Linked DNA regions of Columba livia: region 1 is linked to region 2. The links are chromatin contacts, called in public Hi-C maps. All regions are on one chromosome and are shown on one strand. Each heading gives the region's core, a stretch centred on a gene start, on an enhancer-like site or on the middle of the called end of the contact. The rest is flanking DNA. Distances are from core to core; before and after follow the strand shown. Region 1 has its middle 14 kb from the start of PPIF. Region 2 overlaps LOC102097055 (L-threonine ammonia-lyase).

Region 1 (4,377 bases), core at 885-3,384, 260 kb before region 2:
ATGGTGGGAGAGAGAAGAGCTGCTGCACCACAAAAGTGACAATACCTCTCCCATGTCAGCTCTTTCCCCCTGCAGCCATCGAGGCCTGGGAACCACACATCAGGGCAGCTGAGCCGCTGCCTCACTCTCCTCTACATCATTTCCATCCTTGTGGGAGGAGGCTGTGAACAGTGTGGTTTGTGTGAGCAAAATTGCTTTCCCAGCAGTACTCAGCTGGGTGAGGGCAGACAGAGAGGCAGATGGAGATTAGCAGTGGTTTTTCTTCCTCTCCTCAAAAACTCGAGAGAAGGTGCTGCTGCCCCTGCCCAAGGTCACCCACTGTGCAATGGCAGGGCGGAGAGGTGGGTTTGGGCAAGCTTTAGGACAGAAATGCTGCACATGGGGAAGCAGGTAACATTGCTTTGTGAGGCAAATAGCAGCAAAGAAGCATGTTGGGTTTTTTCTTATTTTGTCAGAGCTGAAGACAAGGGTGTCAGAGATTGGCAAGGGTGTGATTTAAGAGCTGGGATGTAGGAAGACCTTCACTGTGAGCTAGCAGTGGTGGAAGATGAAGGGACTTGGGGGCAATTGTGCAAGGCAGGAGACTTCACTGTGGCAGGAGAAGGAGGTGGTTCTGTTAAAGCAGATCTGGACGAGAACAAGCTTGTTTGACTTCAAATGCTGTGCCTAAATGGAGGAAAGTTTGAGGGACCTTAGTGCAGAAGGTTGTCAGTACCTGCTGCCTGCTCTGTCAGATATGAAGGAGGAGTCCTGCGACATGGTTGGAAATAAAATGTTGCTGGTGTTTTTGACATGAGAGCAATGCAACTGTATTGGGGCTAATGCTGACTTCAAATTGCTTATTATTTATTAGCTGATTAAGTGAACAAAAAGCTAAATTTAGTCATCATTGGGATTGGTGAAGTTTAAGAAGAATGGAGGAAAACTTACTGAGCAGCACACCTCATCATCTCTCAGGAGTTCGGCAAAACGTTCAGGTCCCAAAGGCCATGGAAAAGCGCAGCATAAATGAGCAGATAAGTGGACTTCAAGATCCAACACTGTTGATCTGGTCAGCATGCCCTCATTGAGGTGAGGGGACAATTCTTCACCTGCTTCAATAGCATGCCATACATTTTGTGTGATGTTAACCCGTACTCACTATGCACATGTATTTTTGAGGATAGAAGCACAGGTTATAGCAGGTTTATTGTGTGTAAATGTTAGCATACCTCCCACCAAACAGCAGCCCTTGCTGTTTCAATGTGTGCCTGTGTTTCAGCAGAGCACCTGCTTAACCACGGGGCTCAAAGGGGGTTTCCCCAGTTGTCCCCCCCCATTCTCTTCAAACACAGCCGCTGCAGCTGCAGGCAGGTGTAGGGTGAGGGGACGGGCGCAGTGACTGCCCCGTGCTGCTGCTCTTCAGGCCACCTCTCCACAGAGACAGGGCATTGCTGAGGTCCGGCTGCTGGAGAGAAGCTGTCCCTTGCCAGGCAGGAGGGAGCAATGGCTTCGTGGCATTTATTATTTATTAGGAAGCTGCATTTCTTCTTGCATCCATATCCCAGACCCAGAGGTCTGAGGTGGGCACGTCTGGTTGTGTGGGCTGGATGAAGGGCTGGACAGGGGGCACTGGTTTGGCTCTGATGGGTCACTATTTTTAACCACCTCTGAGAAAACTTGGTGTGAATTCCCGGTTCTTTTCATCAGCCAGGACAAAAAACATGTAACCAAGGAAAATAACTGTGTCTTTAAGGTGGGGTCAGAGAGAAGTTAAAAATGTGCAGATACAGGGGTTTTGAGGGGGAAAAACTCTGTCACCATTCTCATTTTCACTCACCTCCTACTTAAAATTTGTCCGGGAAGGTAGGCAGAGGAACACAACAGCTGCTAAAATTACTAGGTGGAAATCATTTTTAGCAGGCGCAAGTGTCTTGTGGTTTTCCTGCTCCCTCTCTCCCCCTCCACTCCCACCTCATCCCCAGCTCGCTGCAGTTTCCTCCAGAGAGGCTTTTGTGTCGCTGGTGTCTCTCTAACAACAGCCGCTGTCCCAGCCGAGCCAAAGGCATCTGTCAGCGACGTGTGGCAGCTGCAGGACCAGGGTGTACTGGGACCCTGGCCCCAAGGAGGGGCCCCAGGCCGGGCTCCAGCGGCTCTCGGGGGGCTCGCTGCTCCGGCCCCACCACTGGCACAGCTGACACGAGGTGCTCCGCAGAGGTGCAGAGGGGAGCGAGGAGGAGACGGCAGCTGCTAGCGTTCAGGCTTTGCCAGAGCAATAAATTTTGCATTAGTACTAAACAGTGCACACTCCAAATGATGCAGTGTCTTTAAGTTTGTTGTTTTTATTTTCTCCCTGCCAAAAGTCAGCGTTTGGTTAGGGTTTTTTTTTTTTTGGAAGTAATGTTGCTATTAATTTGATGGCTGCCAAGGCCAAACAAAGTGCAAAGTGTCCTTGGAGAAAGCTGCGTGATTCTGTACATTAAAAACGGGGGGATGCCAGCACGCAGTCTCGGCTCCACAGCCTGTCACGTGTTTTACTTATGTTGCCAGGATCCTATAAATGCTTTTGCTGCATTTTTTTAAAGAACATTTCCTTGCTTAAACTGCAAAAGTTCAAGCTTTGCATTTTTTGGTCTGATTCTTTTTCGGTATGGGGTTGTACAGCCTGTGGGAGGAGCGTGCAGCCGAGCCAAGGCAGGCTGGCTAGGCAGGGGTGAAGGGATTCTAGCTTGGGGCCAGCGCGCAGTTACACCCAAACACAGAGCTACAGCCCGTGTCCCCCACCCTGAGCACAGCATGACATTATGTAGCTGTTAACCCACTAACCCTTGGCCCCCTGACTTGCTGGCACATGCAAACGATGGCCTGGCCCTGCGCAGTGGGGAAACCATGCAGATTGCTGCCATGGCAGGCGCTGCGAGCATTAATTACCTGCGGCTGACAAGGGAGTTCTTTAGACTGCTGTTGGGTCTGTGGCAGCACCTTGGATCAAGAGCTGGGGCCAGCTTTGCAGGGCAGGGCATACGTACACCAGGTCGAGCAGCTCCCGTCCCAGAGCAGCCTGGAAAAACAGCCCTTTGGCTCGGATATCTCCTTCCTTACTCGTGCCATCATCTGCGCTCCTCTGTGCACAGTCAGTGATGTCAAGCAACAGCGAGTTCAGAGCCAGGGAGCTGCAGAGATAACCCTTCCTTGGCTCCTGATTTGAGGCTCTGCAGCTCGGTCCCCTGAGATATCCACCCTCTCCACCCACAGAGGAAATCCGAAGGAAACTGAGATTGAACTCACTGCCAGAAGATTTGGCTGTGACTGTGGCGTCCCTGGGGCAGTGGGGTGCAGGCAGAGCTTTGTTGTGCCCTGTGAAGAAGGAGGGTGCACAACCTCCACGTGCCAGAGCTCCCCACGCAAGAGGTGCTCTGAAAGCGCATCTGTCCTCCACAGCCCTGCTGGCACAGCAGCGCTCACAGCTGCGGCACCACGAGCCACAAGGTTCTGAAGGTACGGGCTGGATTTGGGGCTGGTGGCTCTGCAGGTGTTGCTCCTTGTGGGGTGACACCGGGCAGAGGTTGTGGTTGTTGCTGGCTTTCCTGCCCCAGCTGCTGGGCCGCTGGTGGGACAGGCAGCATGGCATGGGTGGGGGGATGTGATGGTGGCCACCGAGGTGCTGCTGCCACCAGGAGCAGGTGCAGCTGGACAGGTTGTTGCAGGGCACCACAAACACACGTTCTGCTGCTTGTGCTTTCCTTACACAGGCATTTGGGTGCCTGATGATGAACTCCCATCTGGATTTTGCCCTGTACTGAAGCAACTTCCTTAGCCTGCAGCAAGACCACACCATTCCCTCATCTGTGTGTGTCACCCACCTGAAATCACACCTTAATACCATCCTTTTTCCAGTAACCTACCAGTGAAGGCAGGTGTTGACTGGAAAACCAAACTCCAAGTGTGTGTGGTGTTTGCTGTTGCCAATTTGTGTCCCTTGCACAGCAGCTGTGCCTCCAGAACGACACGACACGGGGCTCAGGGCATCTGCCTTCAGCCTGTGCCGCTCCCACCTGCCTGTGCAGAGTGGGGGTCTCTGGCATGGCTGCAGCTCTAGGGCTCATGTACTGACCCACCTTTGGAGGATGAAGGTGGACACGGCTGCCCTGGCTCCGAGCAGTGCTCCCACCACATCCCTTTGGGTTGCAGGCTTGTCCCTCTGTGGGAAATCTGGCCTGTCTGGCTAAAAACATCGATTGCAAATCGCTGAAGCTAGAAAAGGTGCAAGGATTTAATATATTGAAAACAAAACAAAACACTCTCTGTTAAACACTTCCCTTTGTCTGCTGGGTGAACAGGATTGCACAGAGTGTGAGGGCTCAAAACACAAGACAGCAAAAGGGGAGATCACCAGGG
Region 2 (4,256 bases), core at 1,470-3,969:
AGGCAATGCAGCTGAAAAAAAATAAAATATCAAGTTTCTAGAAAACTCTTCTCCTCACCACTGAAAGTGCAGCATAAGCAGACTGGCAGGTACAGGAGGGTCCTGGAACCAAGCAGCAAAGGCCTGCAAGGTCTTGAGGTGCTCCAACAGCTTTGCAGAGAAGCAGCTGCGGTGACAGTTTTCCCTCTGGCCTCAGTCCTGTTTGAAGTTATGGAGCTATTTGGCCAGTTTCTTTCAAACCTCTTGGGAGCTTAACTCTGCTGTGGTGGTTTTAAATAACTTGGAAGAGACTAGTTGTAAAAAGAACATCCATCACATTACTTCTGCCTCTGACTCTGCAGCAAAATAATAATTCATAAATCAAATGTTGCTTTTTCTCTACAACAACATTACACATTGTCCCAGTGGTGCTGGGTTTCGTGACTCACTCTCTGTGGTGTGACACCTGTTTTTCTATACAGTTTTTTCACCTCAGGCCAGAACTAATTAAATTATTTTAGTCTGCTCTGTCAATTTGAATAAATGCCTTTGGGCTAATTTGCATTTTGTAAAAGGCTTGGAGGAAAGCATTTTGGATTAGAGTCCCCAGTTGCCAACATATTCCGTATTATTGTCCTATAAAGAGAATATAGAGGAGCATGCAGACGTACAGGTACAAGAAGGGTACTGTCATTCCTAAAGCATGTCCTGCATGACCTGGGCACTATTTCCATGCTCCAGTTCCCCATCTGCAAAATGGAGAAGTTTGGAGTGGGAAGTTTGACAATACACTTCTTCTGAGGCTCTCCAAAATCATTTGGTCATTTTCTTTAACAGCATCCCACAGCAGACTGACCTAGTACAGAACAGCCTGCCCCAGTTGCAGAAGTAAGAACTTAACTCCAGGGAAGCTAAGAGTAGACCTGTTGGGTTATTATCTGACTTAGGTAACACAACGGTAACTTGTTCGTGCTCATGGTCACTGACCTGAATGCGAGAGTATGCCAAAAGATAAGGGCTCAGGTTGCACAACCAAGATACAGTGCTGGCAGGTGTTGTGCTCTTTCTCAATATTGCATTGCACTGACCTTGGGGACTATCTGACAGCTGATCCCCAAACCGTAAACTGAAGTGCTGTTGCCAAACAATCTGTAATGTGCAGTAACCTACGCTGGGTGTTTACTGAATCACTCAGAAAATTGCCCAGTTGATGACTTCTCTTAATAGAAATGAAAAGACTTACTTTATTTACAGAAGTGAAACCAGGTACAGGAATAAAGTTTTCATTTCTAACTCCAGTGACTTTTTTTATGCAAACGAACCGATACTGTTGCAGAGAGTGGTGTATCATGAATATTAATTTATGTGAGTCCTCCAAGACCAACAGCTTAGAAGAAGATGAATATGGTTTCTAGGATTAAAGAAGTGTGACACAAAGATTCAATGGATGAGTCAGGGACATAAGGAATTGCACTAGCTGGTTACATCTATCTTTACATGGAGCATGGAAAATCACAAAATGCTCAAATCTTTGGAGCAATGCTACTCAGATTTCCTCTGCTCTCCAGCATTGGTTCAGCTTGTCCACTCAATATCTTTATTTGCACACACAATGCGCAGATATCAGGCATCAGAGAATTGAGAGGCACACCAAATTAATTTTTAATATCTAGGAAAAAAATGATCTGAAAGACTAAGTGCTCACATGTGAGATGCAGTTAAAAGGGAGCAAAGATACCCACCCACTTGCACACATTATTCAGCACAGAACTTTGCAAATTTCCTCCTTTTGTGAAGCTATAAACTTTTCTCTCTTTGAAATGGAATTAATTCCTATGAATATTTTAATTTATGCATCTGGATTTTTGGGTTACACAGAGTAATAACTTGTGATCCCTTTATCTTTTTTTTTCAGCTTTTGTCTTCTTTCCTCAGTTATTTCTAGTTATTAAAGCTCTCAAGACACCAATACTCAGTTAAGACTGTTCTGTCTTCCATTACTTGTAGGTCTGCTATTAAAAAACAATCCCAAAAGACTAACGAAACCCTTAGGCTGGAACCAATGTTTAGATTACCCACCACAGAGAGCAGAACTCTTAAGTGCAGTAAAAGGTCCACCAGGCTGGTTGTTTTAACAGCCTTACAGGACCAGATAATTTAAAAATTATCATTATTTTTTAATCTAGCAAGGATATAATATGCAGGAGAGAAATACATAAAATGTACTCTTTTCTTGTTGTTGTTTGTCGTTTTTTTTGATACACAGAAAGGTTTATTTTGCAAACATGGTTCTGCAGTCAATGAGAGCTCTGCTGGATCAAAAAGCCTATGTTTGGTACTAAGGGTTTATGGGTTTGGAACAAATCTAAAGTTTTTTCTAGTTGTCATGGGTTATCTTGTCCAGAGGAAAAGAAACATCAGGCAATAAGTTTTGTCATTTATTCTTAAATAAAACAATTTGGAGCAATTACTATTAGTTCTTCAGTAAGTATGCAGCCTCCTGCAGCTAGTAGTACTGAGGTGACTCTTTCTCCTAGATAAATATAATCCTCATGTACCTCCCCATGAATATGAGTGTTGCCCTGTTGGACATCCATGTACATCATACTTCCCAGGTGAAGCAAATAAGAGAGAGCAGTTCTGTGAAGGTAAAACTGCAATATAAATTGGCTTAATCTGAACAAGAAAGCAAATTCTTGCCTTCCTTGCTATTTAGATCTGTAGCTGCTCTGAAGAGCAGACTGATTCTCTGTTTGATCCTGCTGTGAGCAAACGTTCTCTATTTGATAAGCGTAGAAAATCAGGTAAACTTCTGGAGTTGTTTATTATTGCTGCTACTGCTGTTATTACTTTTATAATACAATACAGCATATTAATGGCCATATCATGTGTTAGATGCTGTGCATGCACAGAACAAAAAGACAGTATTTTCCCCAAGCTATTTACAAGCTCTCTGGCTACAATCTGCATGGCTTCAATCATTAGAAGAAAGAAAAGATCAGAGGAGGATACCTAGCTCCACAAACCAAAATGCTTTCCCGTGCTTGCTCCCAGGGCAGAGCAGCTGCCAGGCATTCAAAGCTGAGCCTGGCAAGTCCAGACTGGTTCCAAGTCCAGCAACTGATTTGCTCAGGACAAAACAGACGTGATTGCTTTGAAAGGGGAAAAAGGCTGGTTTGTTCTTTTTTTTTTTTTTTTTTTTTTTTTTTAACTACAGACTCCATGAGAGATGAGTGTGTGCTCTTGAGGATCTGACTGCAAAGCTTTAGGGATTTTATATTAACCAGGGAATGGATAACGAGTATTTGGTACTTGGATACCTAGATATCGTTCAGATGCTTTCCCCAATCTGTGTATTCTCTCCTCTTCCCTCATTATGAATTGTCTTCTGTGACTGTCCTTCTCTTGAGACTAAACCCCACTTTTTCAGAGGAGAAAGAAATTATCATCTAATTTGTGTTCCAAAGAACCAAACAAGAACAGGACTATGTTCAGGATAGGAGGTGAAGAATTACTGAAACTGATCAGAAGTGTGGATTATTTTGAGATGGATATTTAAGAAGTTATAACCAGTTTTCTAATTAAGTGAGCTCATGGCTGTTTAGAATAACCCAGAGTTAGAGTCTTATCCTCTCATTCAGCAGTTTTGCTAAAGCTTTATTGTTGTTTTAAGCTCATGCCCAGAAACATGAATTCCCAAAGTTCTTATTTAGAAATGTCCTCATAAACATATTTGAGTAGAAACAATTTTTTTTGTCTGTTGCTTTCTGTAAAGGATGTAGCTCTGACAGGAACATTACACTGGGCAAACATCTCTAGTAGTCCACCTTAAGGTTACCATGGCCAGGTTTTTCTCTGTTCTCTGTAGATTTGCCTGCTATAACAAACTCTCTGTTGTTGCACCATGACTCATCTTGGATCCTTTCCTCACTAGATTTCCATGTTTCTGTGAGGTCTTTTTTCCATGTGGCACTTCGAGCATCAGTGATAATTCCAGCTGGGTCAGCGGTGACAGAAATTACTTGTCTAAAATTGTGAAGTGTAATTTTCCTTCTGCACCTTCATGTTGGTGCCTCACCTTTGGTAGCGTCCAGATTTTAAAATGATGCAGTAGACATGTATGTAGGAAAGGGTTTAAAGAAGTTAAAAAAAATGACATTTAAGTTATTGTCTTCAGTGGCTGCATGGCAGGATTGCCAATATAATTCTGGAGGCAACTGAAGAATAAAAAGAAAAGTATGAAGATTAGGTTTGCCTGGGTTTAGTTTAATTTAGCA

The links. Hi-C and Micro-C count contacts between places; a contact is called where the count stands out from the background.
Region 1: a Hi-C map of liver shows a contact between it and region 2, with 2.0 times the contacts expected there. The contact joins two enhancer-like sites. A contact is called at or near these places in 2 of 2 Hi-C or Micro-C datasets (crop and liver).

What each region holds. Positions count from the first base shown.
Region 1 is chr6:28,519,823-28,524,199 of bColLiv1.pat.W.v2, reverse strand. No RefSeq gene overlaps it. Among named protein-coding and RNA genes, the nearest start is that of PPIF, 14 kb to the left of the region's middle. Within about 2 kb of position 2,134, at least 2 of the 3 cell types and tissues checked have an H3K27ac peak away from gene starts, as active enhancers do.
Region 2 is chr6:28,262,269-28,266,524 of bColLiv1.pat.W.v2, reverse strand. The region is part of intron 10 of LOC102097055 (L-threonine ammonia-lyase); the gene reads left to right. Among named protein-coding and RNA genes, the nearest start is that of TMEM254, 17 kb to the right of the region's middle. Within about 2 kb of position 2,719, at least 1 of the 3 cell types and tissues checked has an H3K27ac peak away from gene starts, as active enhancers do.